Regions from separate parts of the Mus musculus genome. Here region 1 is linked to region 2. Evidence: chromatin contacts called from public Hi-C data. All regions are on one chromosome and are shown on one strand. The core of a region is the stretch at or near the end of the contact, and the rest is flanking DNA. Distances in the headings are between cores, read along the strand shown.

Region 1 (3,916 bases), core at 671-3,170, 300 kb after region 2:
CTAGGTGTTCAATTCCCTCCTTCTCCAGGCAACACCAAGAATGAATGGGAAGGCTGTATAAAGAATCAGAAGCCTGTGCATCCACAGACCCTCTCCCTCCCCGGCACTGCCTCTGCTGTAGGCACTGTACTCACAGTCAGAAAAGTACAAAATAGCTGGCTAAGGGGGCCAAGAAGACTTTGCAGGAGGCAAACACTGAAATAATCTAGGGAACACTTTCTAGCAAGAAATGCAAAGAGGAAGTGGACTGTGACAAATAGTCCAGTCCCAGACCATGGTAAGACAGGCCAGGCACATCAGTGGTGGGGATGGTTGGACATGGGAGACACTTGAGCAAGAAGCACAGAGCACTCTATGCTCTGCACACTCTGGACAGGTTCTTAGGTCCAGAAGCAGAATCAGACAGTGACTGGTGTAAAGCCAACATAACCTCTACATGGACATGACAAAAGACCAGGGGTCCAGGGGCAGTCATAGGTCAAAAATCCAGAAGTTGCTAAAGGACAGGTCAGCAGAGCTCCACTCAGGTGGAGTGGCCTGAGCCATGCCCTATGCCTATGGGCAGAATCTGGCACAGTTCTGTGATGAGCAGAAGAGAAGGGCATTAGAGAAGACTAGGCAGGTAGAGCGGGAAGGCAGGAGGGCTGCAGCAACTGAATCCCAGGGGAAAGAACCATGCAGGGCCACAGCACTATGTAGCAGCGAGCTCTCGGATCAAAATATTTCATCCATCAGAGAAGCTCCCTAAGACAGAAAGAAACATCTCAAACTGCTTCAGGAAGTCCCTACAATTATCCAGATTCAAGAGCCCACACCCACCCTTCCAGCCTGCTGAGAGTCACTCTCAGACAAGCCAAGACAAGGGTTCACCCAGAAGAGTCTTAGTCAAGCCCACATGCTGCAGCAGAAACCAGCCAGCTGCCTGGAAGAGGTCTAGACCACCTGAGCCACCTGGAAAGGACTCTCCAACCCGCTGAGCGGCCTGCAGGCTGTACAGTGTGCTCCAGGTTTTCTACTTTTATGAGGTGGGCTTTGGTGGTGCAGCTCTGGCTTTGAGTCATTTCTGCTCCTATAAGTAACCGGAATAAAACTTACTGGTTCACCAAGTTGGACTTTGTTGGTATCCAAACTTTGGTCTCCCTATCTAGGGTGAGTTGGTGTGTGTGTGTTGTGTCTGTATAGGAAAAAGTCTGACATACAACACACATCCTTACTACATGGTGCCCAAGGCTGAGCTCAGTCGGATGCCTACTGGTGTCTCTTCCCGGAGGAACTCTAGGCAGTCCAAGCATGACAAACAGGGCTCTGGCAGGCTTTGCCCTTCTCCCTCATTCTCTTTGCCTTGCTAAAAACTATTAGATTGGATTCCCAAAGCCTGTTCCCTTCTTTGGCCCCTTCTTCCTCCTGAGGCTAACTACCAAGGTCCAGCTCTCAGAGTACTGAAGTAATCAAAAGCCCCTTTGGCTCACCTAATTAGCATGCCCAGTTAAAATTAAACACCTCATCCTAACTCAGGGGCTCCCTTTTACGTTTATAAACTGCCGTTTGCCTATGGGCCACATCAGTATCCTCTATCCAGAGGCAGTCCTTTGTCCTCTAAGACAAATACTCCTTCCTTCTCTCCCCTGGTCTTGTCCCCTTCTCCCTCTTCTTCCATCTCCTGCCTTTGTCTCTTATTCTCTGTCCTTTGTTCCTCTGGGCAAACAGATCTCCTTTGTGCTGAGGACAGTCTTGGGGTGTCCTAGTCTGCTATCTTTTCCTAATGTTCCCTGAGTTGTTAGGAGGGGGAAAAAAAAAGCAACGAAAAGGCAGCAAAAAGAAACAGAGCCATCACTCACTTTCCCAAGGAGAAATGTGTGCTGGTCAGAAGGCCACCTGCAGACTCTCAAATGCAACTCAGAACTATCCTCATCAAGTGTCCAGCAACTGTCACAAGCAACTGTGTCATAAGGCACAGAGCTGAAGGAAGTACAGTCGAAAACTCCAGGAGAACACAGTGTGTCTTCAAGAAGACCTGGAAACTACTGTGTGTTCTTCCATAGGAATGTTTAACAAGAGCAGTGGGGAGTTTCACAGTTCTCTTTTCAGGGAATGACCCCAGTAATAGGAAACTTTGGGGGCTCAGAAGCCACTTTCACAAGCTTCACATATTGATTTCTGCAGGCTGAAAAATGTTTTTCAAAAACACCAGCTGTTCCTCATCACAACAGGGGAAAAAACTCTTTTCCCAGTTCCTCTTACTATTGAAATGCAGAATAAAATAAATAAATGTTGGATACATATTCTAAATGTTATTTTAACTTGCCAGGGTTCAGAGGAGAGAGAGAAAACACTTATTTTGCTTTCATCTAATTGTTTTAACAAGCTCTGGAGTCAAGGTCAATTTCTGAAATGTCACTGAAGTGCTCTTTACAGTGCATGTGCTGGAAGAATTATGTGACTATTTTCCGATTGTAATGTTGTGCTTGGTAGCCTAGGGAGCACCGTGCAGTATGTTGAGCTCAGCCCGAGGCAGCTGGGCATAAGGGCACTTCTACAGACTTGAGAGGCGTCCACCCAGACCAGAGGTGGGGAAAACAACGAGGCTCTACCTTCCCGTTAGGTATCTGTGAAATTGAAGACCTTTTAGGCCACGGGGATCAGTGACGGATGAGGATGTTTTCCACGGGGCTTATTACTATGTATACTGATAATCCTGTGAGGAGGACGGTGCCTGCCTGCCTTGCTACAGTCACTGCCTAATTATCACAGAATGTACTGCCAACAGTACGAAGCTTGCAGAGGAACTTTGATTTCTTACTAAGGTACAGGAAACCCTCCCTGCCAGAGGCCTGGGGAAAGAGTGTGCTCTGTCCCCCTAAGGCAGAGATAACAGGGATTTCTAAGGCAGGAATGTGGTAGCTCAGGACACAGCCTGAAAGAGCAGATCTTGCTCCTTACCTCCCCCCAACGGGGACACTGGATAAACACCTTGGCTAGACTTAAATTCCTCAGGGACTAAATTAGAAAAGGAGCTTAAATGCCCAGTTCTTTTTTAACCAATCTTACAGAAACACATACTGTGTTGTTCAGTTTACACAGCATTCTCAGAATGACAAAATCACAGATTTGGAGACTAGATCAGTGGGCAAGTGTTGGGAGACCAATGTGGGTAAAAGAGCAGCAACAGGTGAGCTTTGAGGGAACAGGGCAACTCTGCCACCTGCTGGCAATATGGCTGACAAATCTATACAGGCAACAAGTGACTGAACCACAGGGCACACTGGGAATCTTGATACTCCTTGGCTCTGTGTGAGGGGTGGGGACATGGGGCCGTTTTGCACTGTCTTTGCAACTCCAAAGCACAATGTTTAATTTTAAGGGGTTTTTAGACTTTGAATTGCAAGACCCTATCTTCTCTGTAGACCTTATATTTTTAAATAATTCATTAACTAAATAATATTTATTAAGAATTTCTTTACATTAATGTATTGGTTTTGTGTGTGTGTGTGTGTGTGTCCTTACTTCTCAAGTTATGGAGAAATACAATTTCCAAATTATAACTTTAAAATATGTAGACTGAATGAAAGCACACCAGAAACAAAAATATACAGAAGTATATTTTCATCATTGGAGGACATGATGACAGTTGTCTACGCTAGTATAAAAAAGAGTAGAAAAGAAATGCAAAAGACATTAGAGAGTAAATGATAAACTGTGGGAAATAATTTAAGTACATAGGACAGTCCAGATGCAGAGTGAGTTAATCATATGAATGAGGACTACCCCAGCCATCTACGAACACAAATAGCCAATAACCTAGCCATGTACATAGAGAATCCATTCCTCATGAGTGGCCACAGATTGAAAGTTTTAAAGCCTGCTTTGCATGAGAACAGCAGGATAACTACTGACTCAGTGGAGGCCAAGAGGACAA
Region 2 (3,660 bases), core at 719-3,218:
TGGGGAATAATTATTATTACTTCATCAAAAATAAACAGGAAGTATGTGAGGCAGTGAGTATACTCTTAGGATCCTCCTTCAGCAATGACTAGAGGTTTCAGCTCTCCCTCCAAAGTCAGTTTCCTTTATACAAATTCTCTCTTCTCAAGGCTTTTTAACCATTCATCATCATTGTAAACTAGTGATTGTAGTGATTTCATCAGTATCCCCTCCATGCATGGCCATGGTCACCATATGACATCATCCCTGCTTGCAGGCTCCCGTGTTTAGACATCTGGTCCTGTTTCCAGCTGGTGCTGCTCCTTTTTGAGTGTGGGGTCTGGCCAGCAGAAACGGAACCCCAGGGGTTAGCCTTAAAGGGTTATGGCCAGGCCCTGCTTTAGATCCAGATCCCATGCTTTCTGCTTCCCAATCAGCCAAGATGTGAAAGAGGTGCTTTCTCACTTTGCAGCTGCTGCAGATGACGCATGGTCGTCCCTCGGTTACACCATGCCCTCTCTGGTGTGCTGTGGGATCTGAACATGAGATCAAAATCCTTTCTTTCTTAAGTTGCTTCTTTCTAGCCACTAGAAAAGTAACTGAAGCAACCACACCTTATTTATTTAAATCAAGCAGCAGACTGGATCCGTTCCATGCATGACAGTTTGGTGAGTGTTGCTTTACATAATGAATTGAAGAACAAACTGCCTATTGTCAATACAAGGTACATTGATAGGGAATAAGGACCATGATCCAGGACGGGATCAGGGACCAGAAAGAGTTGTTTTTAAGACAGTTGCTAAAGTGAGCCACTAGAGCTTAGTCCCAAGAATAAACTGAGGAGTACAGTTAAAATCCAACCTCAGAATCATCCCAACCCTAGGCAGAAGAGGGCTGAGGTCTTAATATGTCCTCTCATATTCCCCACAGCTTTAGAGCTGCTCCTAGGAAGAAATAGTGTTTCCTGGAAATTCCAGCCCATGCAAATCTTAGGAAGATTGAGTGTTTCGTTTTCTTTGAGCATGGCAGCACTGGCCCCAGGGGTCAGGAGAGCGATTCAGAAGCAGCAGGAAGATCTTTGGTGCTGGAGAAAGTATACTGTCTGAAGTTGGCTCTGTCCTTTGCATCAAGCCTGCTTTCAGCTCACTCACCCTTCATACTGATTGAATAAAGACATTGAAATATCTTAAGAAAGAGTCTGACTATGGAGAGAGCTGAATCCAAGGCCACATCATCAGAACTCTGCCTCTGATTCTTTAAACCCCAGCCAAGGATTGGCTGTTTTAGGTCAGGGTAACCTAACATCGATGTTTCTGTAACTGAGTGTGTATTCACTTGATGACAACATCTTTTCTAAAAGAATGAAGAGATCCTGAATAGGCCTGTGTAAGCACACAGTAGGTCCTCAGTATGGCTAACCTTCAAACCATTCTCACCTGTGATATAAGTAGAATATACTCACTTTGTAGAAAAGAACAAAACAAAATTCTTGCCTTTTATTATTTTGAGGCTCTTCTTCGGCCCGATTCCACAAGCTAATGTGCTCTTGCCAAATGCAGCTGTGGACTCATCAGGAAGACTTTGCCTCTGCCGACTCTTCTTGCACTCGCTTAGTGGATGGCACAGTGTGCTGCTTGAGTAAAGCCGCAGTGCTGCTGGCTGATGGGAGTTGAAACCACAGAGCTGAAGCCCTGCGTCCAGAAGCAATTTCATTCTCATTGCATGATCTATTCTTCTCACTGGCTGTCCCACCGAGCCTGACTCCGTGGGAGAGAACCGTTCTTGCCCAGCCATCATGATGTTCCAGAACCCTGGGGCTCTTCCAAGCAGCATATTTTCAGGCTCATTTCATTTTCTGTCTTGGATTCAACCATCTGGAAAAGAAGTTGGGAGAATGACGCCCCATCTCTTGTCCCACCGGACTTGGAGAGGACATGCCAGCCAAGTTCATGTCAATCTGTTTGTAGATTGGCAAAGGAAAGAAGACCCCCCAGGGCCCCCTGGTGCTGATTGGGACCATGTGCAGCTGCTGGTGGAGTCAGCTCTTTCTGGTTCCCCACCCTGTATGAATATCACGAGTCAGCTTGGCCAAAGTGAACATACAGAGAGAGGAGAAAACTCCTGTCTGTCACTCTTCTTCCCAACCTCAAAGGCTAGCTGTGGAAGAAATTCACTGTCAGGGAATCAACAAGCAGATCTGGGCCTAGGTCAGGAGAGAGTAGTGACATTGCAGAAGTGACCATTGGATAAGATATTCAGCATAGAGGCAGCCCCATGGAGCACAGGACAGATTCCTGCATTGTCTCCTGGCTCTGCCTCTTTCTAGGTCTGTAAACTATGGTGCTTATAACATCCTGTGTCCTCAGCATCCTCATGTGTGTGAAGAAGAACATGCTCTTACTGTTACAGCAAGAATCTCAGCAAAAATTCAAAACAAGGATGACAGACACTAGCCAGCTTTGTAACTGTCATTCACACTGATGGGTTTAGACAAGCTGACTTCAATCAAAAAAGGCACACTCGGAAGTCTTTGGTTGAAATCCTGGCTCTATTTCCAGTTTTCCAAAGTTTGACCCTGACTACTATAATTAAAAGACTTCACCATTCTTAGCCTTAGATTTCCATATTGAAAAACTAAGAAATAAATCCCTCTTGTAGAGGGCTGTGGTGGAATTTAAGTGGTCATGATTAGAATTACTTGAGAAAATAAATTTTTATTTATCCCTGACTCAAAAGTCAATGGATAAAACAAAATATAAAACAAATGATCAAAAGATGTTTCTTGAGTGCGTGAATGAATGAATAAGCCATTTAAAGCATGCATTACCAGACATAATCACACACACACACACACACACACACACATAATCACATTAAGCTAGGCTGCATTCTGAGCACGTCTCTGGTACTGTCACAATCAATCCTTTCAACTGAGAGATAGTTCTAGTGTGTGTGGCTATGATCTTTTAAGGACACTGCAAGTCTTAAAGAGATTAAGTAATACATCCCAAGTCACAAAGGTCACCCACAGAAAAGGTGATTCTAAACCACATCTCTGGACTTTAAGGACAATGGGCTCTTAGACTGACAAATCCAAACACAGGTCTCTGCACTTTTGCAGGTAGAGAGCAAAGCTTGGCTCTCATACCTGGTAACTGGCTGATGCCTACAAAGCATTTGCAAGCATTTCATATTCACCGACCCTGTGTCATCCCGATTTTACCAATGAGAAAATTGAGGGTTGATTAAATACCCCATTTCAATGCGAAGACTAAGTAACAAAGTCAGAATTTCAACTTAGGAAGACTGGCAACTGATCCTATGTTTCAAAAACACTCAAAGACCTGAATGCAGAGACACAGACACATGGCATCGTGTAGCAGGTATTCTTCCCCCTCACAGAATTCCTTTTTCAGACACCTTTGCATCAAAGGGAGCGGAGATTGCCATTCCATCCATCTGACTCTATGAATGGAGCCCTGGAACAAGGATTTGCAGAAGTCTACGATGGGTTCTAGACTCCTCTAGAAGGCAATCTGAAGTCTGGTGCTGCCTTGAGTGTCTTCCAGACTCACAGGAGAATGAGAAAACCCAAGTGACAGGCCCACAGAAGCTTTTGACCTTTTAACAGCCTGTGGCACATCTACAGTTCCTCTTGGCAAGACAGTTCCTCTTGGGCAA

Evidence for each region. Hi-C and Micro-C count contacts between places; a contact is called where the count stands out from the background.
Region 1: a contact with region 2 is called in a Hi-C map of 3T3-L1-derived adipocytes, with 4 times the contacts expected there. The contact joins two enhancer-like sites. A contact is called at or near these places in 5 of 484 Hi-C or Micro-C datasets (3T3-L1-derived adipocytes, the N1E-115 cell line, cerebellar granule neurons and 2 more) and 1 of 115 datasets of contacts at active chromatin or transcription factors (bone marrow-derived dendritic cells).

Annotation. Positions count from the first base shown.
Region 1 is chr15:68,202,096-68,206,011 of GRCm38.p6, forward strand. The region is part of intron 3 of Zfat (zinc finger and AT hook domain containing); the gene reads right to left. Among named protein-coding and RNA genes, the nearest start is that of Zfat, 55 kb to the right of the region's middle. Within about 2 kb of position 1,921, at least 27 of the 459 cell types and tissues checked have an H3K27ac peak or open chromatin away from gene starts, as enhancers often do. A contact at or near this core is called in 3T3-L1-derived adipocytes and uterus, where this site is marked.
Region 2 is chr15:67,899,538-67,903,197 of GRCm38.p6, forward strand. No RefSeq gene overlaps it. Among named protein-coding and RNA genes, the nearest start is that of Zfat, 360 kb to the right of the region's middle. Within about 2 kb of position 1,969, at least 32 of the 459 cell types and tissues checked have an H3K27ac peak or open chromatin away from gene starts, as enhancers often do. A contact at or near this core is called in 3T3-L1-derived adipocytes and uterus, where this site is marked.